2 separate regions of the Xenopus tropicalis genome follow, and region 2 is linked to region 1. The links are chromatin contacts, called in public Hi-C maps. All regions are on one chromosome and are shown on one strand. The core of a region is the stretch at or near the end of the contact, and the rest is flanking DNA. Distances in the headings are between cores, read along the strand shown. Region 1 overlaps gse1 (genetic suppressor element 1). Region 2 overlaps gse1 (genetic suppressor element 1).

Region 1 (6,770 bases), core at 1,079-3,578:
TAACAGCGTGAACACTGACAGGCATAAATAATCATCCTGGAAAAACATTGGGGGTATTAAAGGTGAACCTGCTCATATTTGACCTTCTGTTTGCTACGAGGTCAATGGCCAGTGGAATAGACAAGCCTTTTATTCTCTGGCGGCTTGCATATGTTCCCTGGTAGCAGCCATACTGCTGGAATTGAGCATAGCTTTACAAAAGATCACGTGAACGTAAAGTTTTATTTGAAAAATGTGTGTCTCTCTTTTAGACACTTTTTCATTCCTGTTAAGCATGGTGAATTTTACAAGACCTAGTTTTTACTTCCTCCATTTTCAGCCTGCTCTTCAGATACTGCTGTAGCTGAGCAGAGTTACTGCATGGGGTGGGTTAAAGTAGGAGGGAGACTAAAGGTGACAGAATGAATGAGTGTGTGACACCAGCTGACTGTCTGACTCACAGGAATTCTGGAACCCCCCCAAGTAACCTCTGACCCTGGTGGATGATACAAGACGCCTTCTGTTTCTTTTTAGACTTTCTGGGGTCAGGGGCACAGCTTTTCCACTCCCTTATTAAATATGTTTCTAACTCAGCACTGTTAATCCGTCAGAGACAGAGACAAAGTTTGGGCGTTTCTTCCAGACTTCATGGAGTTTCATTTGACATCCAAATGTTGGTCACTTAATTGAGTCGCTTAATTTGCACATTAAGGATTTATTCATTAAAAAGGACCAAATAAGGCATATGTACTTATCATCTTTTAGTTAAAAAAAAATGCATATATTATATACCAGTTCTTCTCTTCTGCCAATGGTGAATTTTGTATTTGTTGCAGTTCATGCTTTGTGATTCCTTTCTTGAAATTACCAATAGGGCACAATTCCCTGTGTGTCACTGCCTTAAAAGGAAACAAATAATAAAAAAAAAAAAATTAACATCCTTTGGTGCTGATTTTTCCCTAAGTTTTTGTAGGGTGATACATGTAAATACCCTTTTCCACAGGTCTGGTAACCTGCAAGGTTTGGAGCAAGTTAACTAGTGACACTCATGAGATATATGTAACTGTACAATGTGACAATGAGGAAAGAGTGAGCAACTACTAGAAACTACTAGAAATCAAAAATTAGGTTTCTGTAAGGCCCAAGGGAGTAAAGTCGTGACTCGCTGCTATTGTACATTATTTTTTATTTGGATAAATGATCAAACAGTATTGTTCTAATAATAAAAATATTTTTAGTATTATTATCAATACAAAGAGCAATGAGTAGTAAATCTACCACAATACTTTCTGGGGGCATAGTTAAAAATACTCAGTAGAGAGCAATAAAAATTTCTGGCCTTCTTTAAAAATATTGGGCCTGGAAGTCTGCATCAGTGTTGGGTGCACTTTTGGGCCAGTTAGTGGCAGGGTCGGGCTGGTGGGTGCAGGGCTTACCGGGGCTACTGCCTCAGGGGCCCCTGTACCCCCCCAAATGGGCCCCCACTGCGGCCTTCAGCACGTTGGTGGCTTGGGGAGGCACCCTGCAGGGACAGGGCCACCGGGGCCCACCTGATTTTTTCTCAGTGCCCAATCCGACCCTGGTTAGTGGTCAGGAGCTTAGGTTGATGCCACAAGGGGATAATTCTTGGTCTGCAGATAAACTCAAGCTGAGAATTAGCCCCTGTGCTGGCATCAGCCTTTCCCTGTGCTAGAAGCATTGCGTTGGGCCAGGTACAGGAACACATATCAGACTTTGGTACCAAAACACACAAGAATGCATTTTGGCGCCAAAATCCGTTTCATACACCCAATCCTTCAGGTGCAAAGAAAGGCTGATGCCAGTGTAGGGTCTCATTCTTGGCCTGCATTTATCTGCAGGCCGAGACTCAAGCCCATGTGTCACTAGCCTCTTGTTGGCAACTCTGGTGTTAACTGCTGTTTAAAATATTGCATTATCACAAAGAGAATAAGACTGTGGCTTTGGACCTACATTTGAAAAGCAAACACTGTAAACCGTAAATGGCACATGATGTGTAACTTGACTGGGTGTTTGTAATTTCTGATAATCACAATATAACAAGCTAATTTAAATCCTTAACCTCAATGTATTCTTAGTGGGATGGGCGTATACTCTCAGGGAGTGTTTCTTCCTATGGAGAGAGGGCGCAGGAAGATATCTAATCAGTGATAATTAAAATTACTAATGTTTCCTTGATAGCTGCTGTTTTAAATCAGATAACTGTGTGGCCTTTCAGCACTCTGCCTTTAACCCAATTAATGTTACTTGGCAACTGAAGGGTTGTTAGAACAAGAGCCCCTGAAGGCCTGACCTCCTGACTGCTTGTGGTTTGGGCTCTCCCCTTTATTTATTGCCCTTTGCCCTTCAAGACCTTTAAAGTCTGTTTTTGATCCTTTGTATGAAGCCCCTAGCTGAGAGGTCAGCAGGTTTTTTAACCATTTGAATGAACTGTGTGACACTTCTTCTGTGGCACAGAACTAGAATAGCATGCATGAATGCACATGTGTATGTGTGTGTTTGTGTGTGTGTGGTGGGGGTTAGGGAATGGGTTGGTAATCACTGATCACCCTGCCTGCAATCCCGTCTGTAACATGCACCTGCCGTTGATCAGACAGTGGTTCAAACCAGTGTACAGATTCTACAAGAGGGAACATTAGTATATGTATAGAATGTATTGCATATTTAGAAGACAAAACATATAAAGGATTGTCCTCAGCTGCCTTACAGAACCTTCATAAGGCACAGGGTAAGATGGGGCCAGATGGATGTGCCCTGATGTGTGTGGCAGGGCACAGGTGCTGATTAAGCTGCTATGGCATCCGAAGCACTCCTTCCCCCTGCAGAGGATTAGCAGTCAGGAAAGGCAGGCTGTTTGTGTGAGCTGCTCAGATAGAGGAAAGCAGTAACAGTCCCTCAGTGTAATCACTGGAAGGGAATGCAGGATTCTTTAGTATTCCAGGAGAGAGGGGAGATAACAAGCCAGCAATCTGCTTTCCTCGCAGAGCCACCCTGAGCAGCTGATAAGCAAGGGCACTGAGCAACTGCCTGCCATCTGCCACTTGCAGCCCTATTATTTATCATTCACAGGCCAAGATAGGTCTAACGGGATTCTGTCTGGATAGGGCAGAGGCTTTAGGGTAATCCCAGCTATGACCATGCAGCCTTCCCCAGGAAATGCTGAATTACCTATCTGTAGGTAATTTTAAAATTGAAAGCTCCACGAGTATTTATTAGAAGCTTTTTACAGTATTTTATCAGTATTAACCACAGATCCGCAATATAGACAGAACCTCAGATTTCCACCTCTGCCTCTTGTGTATTGGGCTGTGGGAGGCTTATTCTGGGTTCAAGGTTTGTTACCAGACGATAAATCTTCACTATTGTGGGTGACTAATCTCCCCTGCATGCCATCCCACCAGCAAGAATGTAAATCAACTGTGGGGTGGTATACACATTGCTTCAGTCTCCCACAGTGTCCTTGCAAAACAAACTGAAGCAACGCGTATGCCATCGCTCCAGCAGTTTACATTCTTGCTGGTGGGATGGCATATTGCGGGGATTAGTTGCCCTGCAATAGTGAAGATTTATCGAGGGCAACTAATCTCCCCGTGTGCCAGTGCTCTAAGAGGGGGCTGATCACTGATGTCATGAGGTAGGGTTATGGGCCAATTAGGGGCTTGGTTTTGGGTCAGGGCTATGCCATGCTAGCTGGTGCTGACTGAAAATGAATGAGAAGGCAAGCTTAAAGAGGTGATAGGAAGGAAAGTGGGAGGGCAGGTAAGCAGAAGCAGGGCGGATCAGAAGTAGACCAGAGGAAGAATAACTTGTAACTTTGTAATACCCACCCAGGTCCTGACTGGTGTTCTACTAGCTAGGCTGGTGAAATACTGGCCTGGTGAAAATCCTACTTCAGTATGTAAAGTGTTTTAGATGCAGCAATTTCCACTCTTCCAGATCAAAGGGCATTTTTGGGTGAGTGCTTTTTCACCCTGAAGGAGAGGCACTTTTATGTGGGTGACAGAGCACCACACCTGTCATTGCCCTTAAGCATGGGTTGGAGTATGCATAACCCCATCCGGGTGTAGGCATGCAATGTGGATGGTGGGGAGATTCTCATTAGTACAGTAATGTCAGATTCTCTGGGTAACAAAGTACATCAGTGGAAGTTGAAAAGAGGTCTAGGTAGTGCAAAGCTTGATTCTACAATCTAGCAGTAAGAGATAGACAGGGCTATTTAGTAAAGCAATTTCAAGCTCTACTAAAGGGTTAGTAGCCATGGTGTAATCCACAAATGTAGTAGTGTATAGATTGAAGGTACTAAATAATAGAGTTGCCTTGTTGGGGTGTCAGTCTGTGATCAATTCTTCTGCATGGCATTATAACTAGAAATTGTGTGACATCTGTACTGTGCCTCTTCCAGCATTACATTTTCATCCACTTGTTAATGTGAATGGTAGTTTACTTAGGGTATGATATAGACAGCAGTAGTCTAAAACAAATTGCAGTTAGTCTTTTTTTATTTTTTGTTCTACAGGAATTGTTTTCACTTGTAAAGTGAAAGTATGTTAAAAAAAAAAACAAACACTTTACAGTGGCCAGGAGCCTCTACTATCTACCGGTATACTCTGGGTCCAAACAGAATGGTACTCAGCTCCATTAATCTGAGATTTCTCAATGCTGTCTACAGGTATCTATTATTGTTTTGGCAGTGCTGTCCAACTGGTGGCCCGGCCCGCGACCCCCCTCTGTGTGCCCCCCCCCCCACCTGTCTGGCTGCTTTGATGGCTTACTCTTGTGTAAGATTTAAATGGTATCAGTACTGTGATTAACTGGCCCCCTGCATGGTTCACACCTCAGATTCAGGCTGTAAACCCTCTGTATTGTTTAAAAATGTAATCCCCTGTGTTGTTCACACCTTTTAATCTCTGCATTGTTCACCCCCTGCAGTGTTCACACCCCTGGCTCAGACTGTAAGCACCCACATTGTTCCTCTGTTCATACCTCAGACTGTAGGAGCAGTAGTAACCCACAAATAATCCCTGCCCACTACAAAAAGAACATATACTGAGGTGGTACTGCAATTAAAAAGTTTTTTAATATATAGTTATTTTGCAGACTGTAGGAGCAGTGCCAGCATTGTGTCACTGTATGCTGCCTGTGCGTGCCATACACACAGAGTATGGCACACACAGGCAGGGTAGGGCAGGCAGAGTATGGCACACACAGGCAGCATAGGGCAGGCAGAGTATGGCACACACATGCAGCATAGGGCAGGCAGAGTATGGCACACACATGCAGCATAGGGCAGGCAGAGTATGGCACACACAGGCAGGGTAGGGCAGGCAGAGTATGGTACACACAGGCCAAGTATGGCACAAACCAGCCAAGAATGGCACACACAGTCAAAGTATGGCACACGCAGACAGGGTAGGGAAGGCAGAGTATGGCACACACAGGCAGGGTAGGGAAGGCAGAGTATGGCTGGTTTTTGCTGTTCTACAACCATTAATATGGGTATGGTCATGTGATAACATGGGTATGGTTTCAAGTGGGTGTGGTTTCAAAAAGGGGAGGGGTCAAAACTGGCTTCCATTATTGGCCCTCCACCAACCACGTAGGCCGGAAAAATTCCGGCCCATGGTACCACAGAAGTTGGACAGCACTGGTTTTGCAATCCAGTTTTTATTTGTGGCACAAAGTGGTAATCAGCTCATTCCCTGCACCAGATTAAAAGTTTCTTCTCATTTACAGTATGATGCGTTCTCTAGATTACAAGTCAACTATTAGCTGTTAACCCTAAACCTCCTCTCTCATACTTCTTCCTCTTTCCTGTAGTATTTATCTACTTTGACTTTTTCATCAATTGCGGATAGAACCTTGGGGTAGATTGTATGGCACTTTGTCACTTTGGGCTCCCCAGTTGGCAACAAAGCTAACGAAAATAACTTTCCATTGCATGCAAACCAGTTAACTCACATAATAATGAGTTATAAGGGTATAAAACTAGAAGGGCCAGGGTAATTATTTGCTGTCTACATATTACTACCAGGCCTGTACTGAATGAACTATCTCCTTCAGCCAATTCTATTTTGCTGTTATTGTGTCTTTTGTCACCATATTACCCCTTGGCCTAATATTGATCACTCTTCAGTTGTCCAAATGTCCACGACTCTTACTCCCTCCATTTTATTGACTCATTTAACTTTGCCCTTTCACCTTGTTTTAAATTACTCATTTTATATAACTCAACTGTTCCCACTTCTGTTCTCATTTCTGCTCATTTGCCTTAAGGTCCCCATACACGGGCCGATTCTAGCTACCGATATTGGCCCTTTGACCGATTCGGCAGCTAATCGGCCCGTGTATGGGGACTACTGACGGGCATGCCCGACTGATATTTGGCCTGAAATCGGCCAGATCTCGATCGGACAGGTCAAAAAATCTAGTCGGACCGGGGACCGCATCCGCGTGTTGATGCGGACCCGAACCGACTGCCCCAGTTGCCGCCAATATAATTAGCCTACACGCTCCCCAATATCGCCCACCGCCGAAGTTGCCTTGCGAGGCTTTTTCGGCGATTTGCGCGAAATCGCGCCGCCGCGTGTGCCATCCCACCGGCAACTTACATTTTCGCCGGTGGGATGGCAGATGAAGGCAACTCAGGGAGATTAGTCGCCCGCAAACAGGGAGTTTTGCTGCGGGCGACTAATCTCCCCGTGTGCCAGAGCCCTTATAATTTTCTTTTCTGTTTTCCTTTACATAAGTACCACTTCTATTTTCTGTCACCATTA
Region 2 (6,420 bases), core at 79-2,578, 68 kb before region 1:
TATACCTTGCTGGAATCTGTCCCACTTGCTCCAATAAAGGCATTTATTGTCCAGGTATGAAAAGTGTCTGTTGTTCTGTACATCTGTCCTTCTGTCATAAGGTAACAGGGTCGGACTGGGCCACCGGGACACCGGGAAAAATCCCGGTGGCCCAGACCCGACCCTTGCGGCGCTCCCCCTGCCCGACCGCTTGGGGAAGGACGTTGGGTGGGGGGCCCTGCGAGGGGGGTTAGGGGGGCCCCTCTGGGGGGGAGGCTATGGGCGCGGGCCATGGGCGCGGGCCCCATTGGTTACCAAGGTTGATACCATGTACCCTTGTTCCTTTCCTGTGATTTTTGTGTGTGATATTGTGAAACTATACTGAATAATTTGAACCATATTCTAATCATTACACTTATTCATAAAGCAACAGCATACTCTTCAGCACTGTACAGTACAAATAATTAATTGACAAACAAATTACATGGGCTTACATGTGGGGTTACACATAATTCCTTCTAATCAAAGGGCTTTGAGGCTGAGAAGTACAGTAGTGATACCTTTTTTCCAATGATCATAGATAACTGTGATCTGCTGCCATACTGGTAAAAGCTTGGATTTTGATAGATGATTCAGTGGAACAGGTGTTTTTGTGTGTTTTATGCTGATGTGCAACTGCCTTTGTTACAGCTCTAACTGCTGTGGAAGACTTGCAGCACCTTGAACTTCAACTAAGACAGATAGTACTGTATGTTTGGTAAGCACTATTTGAAAGAAATTTATATCACTAAAATGTCTAGACAACACAAGTGACATTTTATAGTTTAACCCTGACAGCACATTGTTATAGAATATAGAAGAATATGTATTAGTAGCTCAGAAGGGGTCAGTGGATCTATTTTTTTTATTAGAATCACAAATTAAAAGGTGTTATAACCTACCAACAGCAGGACAACAAATAGCTTTATACACAACACCTTCAGAGCCAGAGGTTAATGAAAGTAAAGAAATGCCATTACATGAGATATAATGTAATGTTTAATGCATGGCACCACATTTCCCATGTAGCTACATTAGGGTTTAAGCCGAGTTTATGGCCTGACTGGTACAGCTTTGGCTCAGGCAATGCTGAAGTATTCCCTACCCCAGTGAGATAAGCAGACCGCCTGCTTTATATCATATCATATCCTCCCCCTCCCTCCTCCCTCCTTTTGGCCGAGAGGAAAAAAACGGCCCTAATTTGCAGTCAATAAATTAGCCGTTGCTGTGAGTCAGGAGCAGCGCCAGGCAGACAGGCGGTCAGGAAGTGGCTCAGAGTCGGAATCCGGTCTTGGAAGAAGGGGGGGGACCCAAGGAGAGAGAGGGGAGGTGAAGCTAACAGACTGCAAGCTGTCTGTGTGGGCTCAGCTAGGATAAGGGATGTTAAGTTTCTACATCAGTTCATCTGCTCTTAAATCACCCTAAAATACCCCCTGGGCTCACCCAAAGCAGAGGGACTTCAGTCTCAGCATGGAGGGGAAGAGCAGGGGATGGCAAACAAACTGCATGGGTGAGTTTATGCAGGGTACTAGCATTGATGGAAAGGATGGGACAAGTGGGAGGGATTTTACAAAAGGGGGGGAATCTATAAAATGTATTCTACTCTGCATTTAGAAAAATGCAAAAGGGCCTTAAAACTTTTATCTATGAGATATATCACTATCAAACCTGTGGAAAATGCATTGGCAAATATCACCACAGGATACGTAAGTCCTCATTTTGGCACTAAGTTTATTGGTCTTTGTAGCCTGGGAATTTCAGTCATTGTGCCCTGACTCAATATCACTTGCAGCAACACATTTCCAAGCTTGATTTAGGTTACCTTTCAGGACACTTCAGTTATTTGGGGCAGGGGAGACCACTGTTCCTACTGGAGCAAGGATGTTCAGGCTGTGGCCCTGCAGCCGTTTCTTGCTTACAACTTTTATCATCTAAATGCCCCCTCCCAGGTGCTTGTGGGAGTTGTAGCTTAACAACAGCTCCATGGCTGAAGATTTAAAGTACTAACTGCAAGGCATATGTAGTGTTTAATTTACATTCTGAAGGAAAGTGACTTATTTCAGGTTTTCCCAGCTGATGCCCATTTGTTGCCTACAGTAATTAACTCAACAAACACATTAGCTGTCTCCAAATCAAATGTGTGGGCATCACAGATTCTTTCTGTTCCTGAGTTGCCATACTAGATTAATCAATACCTTTCTTTGTTGTATAGACTATCATTAGTCAACCTCTCTTTACTTCAAGAAAGTCTGACTTGACTTTAAAAGGGGTGGTTCACCTTTAAGTTAACTTTTATTATGTTATAGAATGGCTAGTTCTTAGCAAGTTTTTATTAGTCTTAATTTTTTATAGTTTTTTTTTAATTATTTACCTTCCTCTTCACTCTTCAGCTTTCAAATTGGGGCCACTGACCCTGTCAGTCAAAAAAATATTGCTTTATTTATTTTTATTATTGATCTTATCTTAGACCCTCTCCTATTCATATTCCAGTTTCATATTTAAACCACTGTCTCGTTGCTAGGGTTATAGCTGCTAAAATTCCAAACTGGAGAGCTGGTGAACAAAATAATTTAAAAACCACAAATAATAAAAAAATGAAGATCAATTGTATATTGTCTCAGAATAGCACTCTCTACAACATACTAAATATTAATTTGGTGAACAACCCCTTTAACTTTCATAGAACCCACGCCAGGGGTGTTTCTGGCCCCTGAGCCGCCTGAGGTGGCTTTTGCGATGCTGCCCCCTACGCTTACCTTTACAGCGCCAGGGGTGCCTCATCGCCAGTGGGGGGGCCTCATCAACTTTTAAAGTTATCAGAAGCGGCTTTTCGCCCCCCCTGGTAACTTTGGGGGTGCTGCCGTCTGAGGCAAGTTTCAACTCGTGGCAGCAGCGCCCTGCTGCCCTTGCCCCATTTCCCCTCCTAAATACACATTTAGTATTTCTAACAGTGTTTCCAGCATTTGTTTTTTACAATTTTTAATTATTTCAATGAAACAACATTAGTTTTTCTTTTTCATAAATGTTTAATTAATTAATGAACTATTATTTTAAAGTCCTTGTAGGCTGTAGTGATATAAACAGCATAAACTGTGAACTGGGATATGTCACTTGTGTTCTCTTACAGGCCTCATGCTCACTAGAGATTTAGGATGCAATTTCAATGTGATTTGGTCAAGCCACATTTCAATATAGACTAAACAAAATTACTTTGGTTTCACAAGGCACAACATTAATGTTCAAGTAAAGCTGTTATTTGGGGGTAATTTATCATGTCATTGTACTGCAGATTTACCAGTCTTGCAGCTTCACAGTTTTGTTTCGCAGTGTATTGCGGCCTGACCCCTTGCACCTGATATGCTGCTGGAACCCCCTGATACGATATAGGCTTGTATAGAGATTAAGTTAGTGAAGCCAAAAATAAACATACAGGGTTCTCCTCATTGAATGTTATTTCCCTCATTGTCTAATTTTGATTGCTGTTCCAGATTTCCCCTTCCTTCCTGGCTCCTTTTATGGCCTGCTTCTGTAGGTGTGCGTTGCTATCCCTCATTTATCTACCACTCTATCACGTTTCCCCTCATTAGACACTGGCTGTTTCTGTGATCTCTGTGCCTGCGTATATCTAGCTTCCTTTCATCTCTCTGCGTCTGTATAATTAGCTCCTCTTCACCTCTGTATGTGCTCTGCCTCTAGCTTCACACCTCTGTTGCCGACTCTCTCCATCTTATTAAGGTGCCAGTTTAATGTCTTCCTCTTTGCTGCTGCTCCATTAGCTCTCCTTCTCATTACTGGCATTTCTCTCCTTGCATTCACTACATTCTTCCCTCTCTATCATTAACTCTTTGCCTCTCCATATGCAGTTTATTTCTAGATCTGTTTTTCTGTGTAGAGACCACTCTCATTTGACTGCTTTTCTAGTTTTTTTTATATTTTTCTTTTGTGTTCCCCTGCCCTTGACTCGATTTTTTTTCTTCTTTATCTTTGTATCTTTCCTCCTTTCCTCTCTTACACCCCCCTTTCATTTTCCATCCCATTTGAATTACATACTTCTCACTTACGTTTGCTCCTATTGTCCTTTTTTGCTTTCATTTTTCATGCATTTGGATTTCTCTGATACTTGTGCTTTGCAGACTCAGGAGGCTTTGAGGGGAACAGAAATGTTAGTACAATGGGTTAGTACATAGTGGGTGCTACATGTGTCCGCTCTTCCCAGGAGAAGATGTTGTCCGATTGTATTGGAAACCTGTCACGTCTAGTTTGAGATTTTATTATCAACCTTAAGCTGGCCATACACGTGGCGATCTGACGATCGTCAGATCCGCCACACACCATTCAGGGCTGAATCGGCAGGTAAGGAGGTAGAAACAATAGGATTTCTACCTCCTTCTGCCGATTCAGCGCTGAAGGGAGATTTTGGTCAGGCGCCTTCTATGGCGCCCGATCAAAATTTTCAAACTGGTCCAATCGGCGAGTTGGCCGATATCAGCAGCTTCCTGCGATATCGGTCGACTCGCCGACATACCATACACGCACCGAATATTGTACGAAACGAGGTTTTGTACGATATTATCGGTGCGTGTATGGCCACCTTTAAATAACAGGGGCCACATATGCCTGTGTCTATTTTGGCCCTTAGGTCAAATACAGGAGAAGTGGTGTATAGATCACAATGTGTATGAGTTTGCATTGCATGTGTATAACAGGCTTTACCTGTCTGCAAGAGAAAAGAAACTTGAAGAAAATTGAAGCAACTTAAAGGAGACCTGCTCGCAAGCGATCCTCTTCCTGTGTCATCTTTCTTCATGATCCTGGGGCAGATGCGTGCGCAGTACAGTGAAAAAGACAGCTTTTTTGTTAAAGTTTAGCTTTTCACTTTCAAGGAACGCAAAGACCCCAGGCCAGTGTGGATTTCTGCAAACATGAGCACCAGCCCAGGGTATCAGGTACCCCTTTGTGATCATACCTGTCCTTCTCCTTTAAATCTGGATCTCTAAGGATCTCTTGGTTTCATGTAGGGCATATTGGTCACCATCAAACTTTTCCCCTTCAGTCAAATGTCACTGTTGCCTTAGGGATAGGAACTAGTGCTGTAACAGGTAACAGGGAAGGAGTAGCAATTCTGCATTTTATCCTAAACATTCCTTCAGCCATACCCTAGCCTAGGGTAACCTGCTTTGGCATTGGCAAAAACTGTACAAGTGGGTGGACTGATGGCAGCTGGGGAAAGGCTGGTGATATTGTGGGGCAGACCCAATGACTATAGTCAAAAATAGTGTCCTAGAAGGCAGTTTTAAAAAATTGTAAAATACTTATTTTGCTTTACTAGGCAAAAAACATATTTCCAATTCTGTTACTGCTCAGTGTCTCATAGAGTATTTTTATAAGTTGCCATGTGAAAAGAGAATGGCTGTTGTGTGGGTGAAAAGACAGAGCAAGGGTTCTGCCATTGTATGTTTTTGTGTGTGTATGTCTTTGTAAGCCTCTTTATTGAAAGTGATGGCTGCAGGGCAAAGAGAATTACATTGGAGACAGTGGCTTTGGCAGCGGGCCCATGTTCCTGCTGAGTCTATGATGGGGGTGTGCAAGAGGTGAGCATATGATAGACATCTCAGGAGGTGAGTTTATTGCTATCTGACGTGTTAGGGCATAAACAAAGTGCAGCATTTGTTTTCCTTTCTCTGGGCAAGGGGGGTTGGGGGTGGCAGAAAATTTCACTGCAGAACCAGCTAAAAGTTGATAAGAATTGCCCATTCTATTGCATACTATAATTTAACTTAAAGGTAAACTAACCCTTCAAGAGTTTATTAATATTTTTCATGCATTGCCTACATTTGTATGTAGTATCAAGGAAAAGAAGGCTGGGCCAGCCAAGGATTCTGTTTATATATCTTATATTGTGTTTTTTAATATTAGCTTGGTTTTGCCCTGGGCATATGTAATAAGGTTGCATTCAGCTCCCAGGATAGCATTTGGCAGCTTTGGTATGACTCATTTTTGTCTGCTAGAGTGGTAGGGACCTGAAAGATTACAAAGGACAGGGAGGTATGCTTGGAATTATGTAGGTTGAGCCTGCTACATTACTTACAGCCCAGTTTTCTCAGTCACCCTTGCACCTTTCCTCTATATGGCATATGCTGAGATAAGGCCCATATAGAAGCTGTTTTACTGCTGCAATAAGCAGAGAGTTTATTTTACAGATAAAATGTGCAGTAAAAACTCCAGTTAGCCATGCTGGAAACATGCCAGGCACATTCATGCAGATGGTTGGATGAAGGGTTTGTTTTACAGGAATGTATTATTGTTCCTGTATGTGTGTCTATGTGTGAACATATTTGTTTGTGCTTTTCAATGGTGCTGGGTAACATTTTGGTGAAATGAAATTTTTATTCTTCACTCATT

The links. Hi-C and Micro-C count contacts between places; a contact is called where the count stands out from the background.
Region 2: a Hi-C map of neurula embryo shows a contact between it and region 1, with 1.9 times the contacts expected there. The contact joins two enhancer-like sites. A contact is called at or near these places in 3 of 5 Hi-C or Micro-C datasets (brain, neurula embryo and tailbud embryo).

The regions. Positions count from the first base shown.
Region 1 is chr4:65,007,794-65,014,563 of UCB_Xtro_10.0, reverse strand. The region is part of intron 2 of gse1 (genetic suppressor element 1); the gene reads left to right. Among named protein-coding and RNA genes, the nearest start is that of gins2, 170 kb to the right of the region's middle. Within about 2 kb of position 2,328, at least 5 of the 11 cell types and tissues checked have an H3K27ac peak or open chromatin away from gene starts, as enhancers often do. A contact at or near this core is called in neurula embryo, where this site is marked.
Region 2 is chr4:65,074,824-65,081,243 of UCB_Xtro_10.0, reverse strand. The region is part of intron 2 of gse1 (genetic suppressor element 1); the gene reads left to right. Among named protein-coding and RNA genes, the nearest start is that of gse1, 110 kb to the left of the region's middle. Within about 2 kb of position 1,328, at least 7 of the 11 cell types and tissues checked have an H3K27ac peak or open chromatin away from gene starts, as enhancers often do. A contact at or near this core is called in neurula embryo, where this site is marked.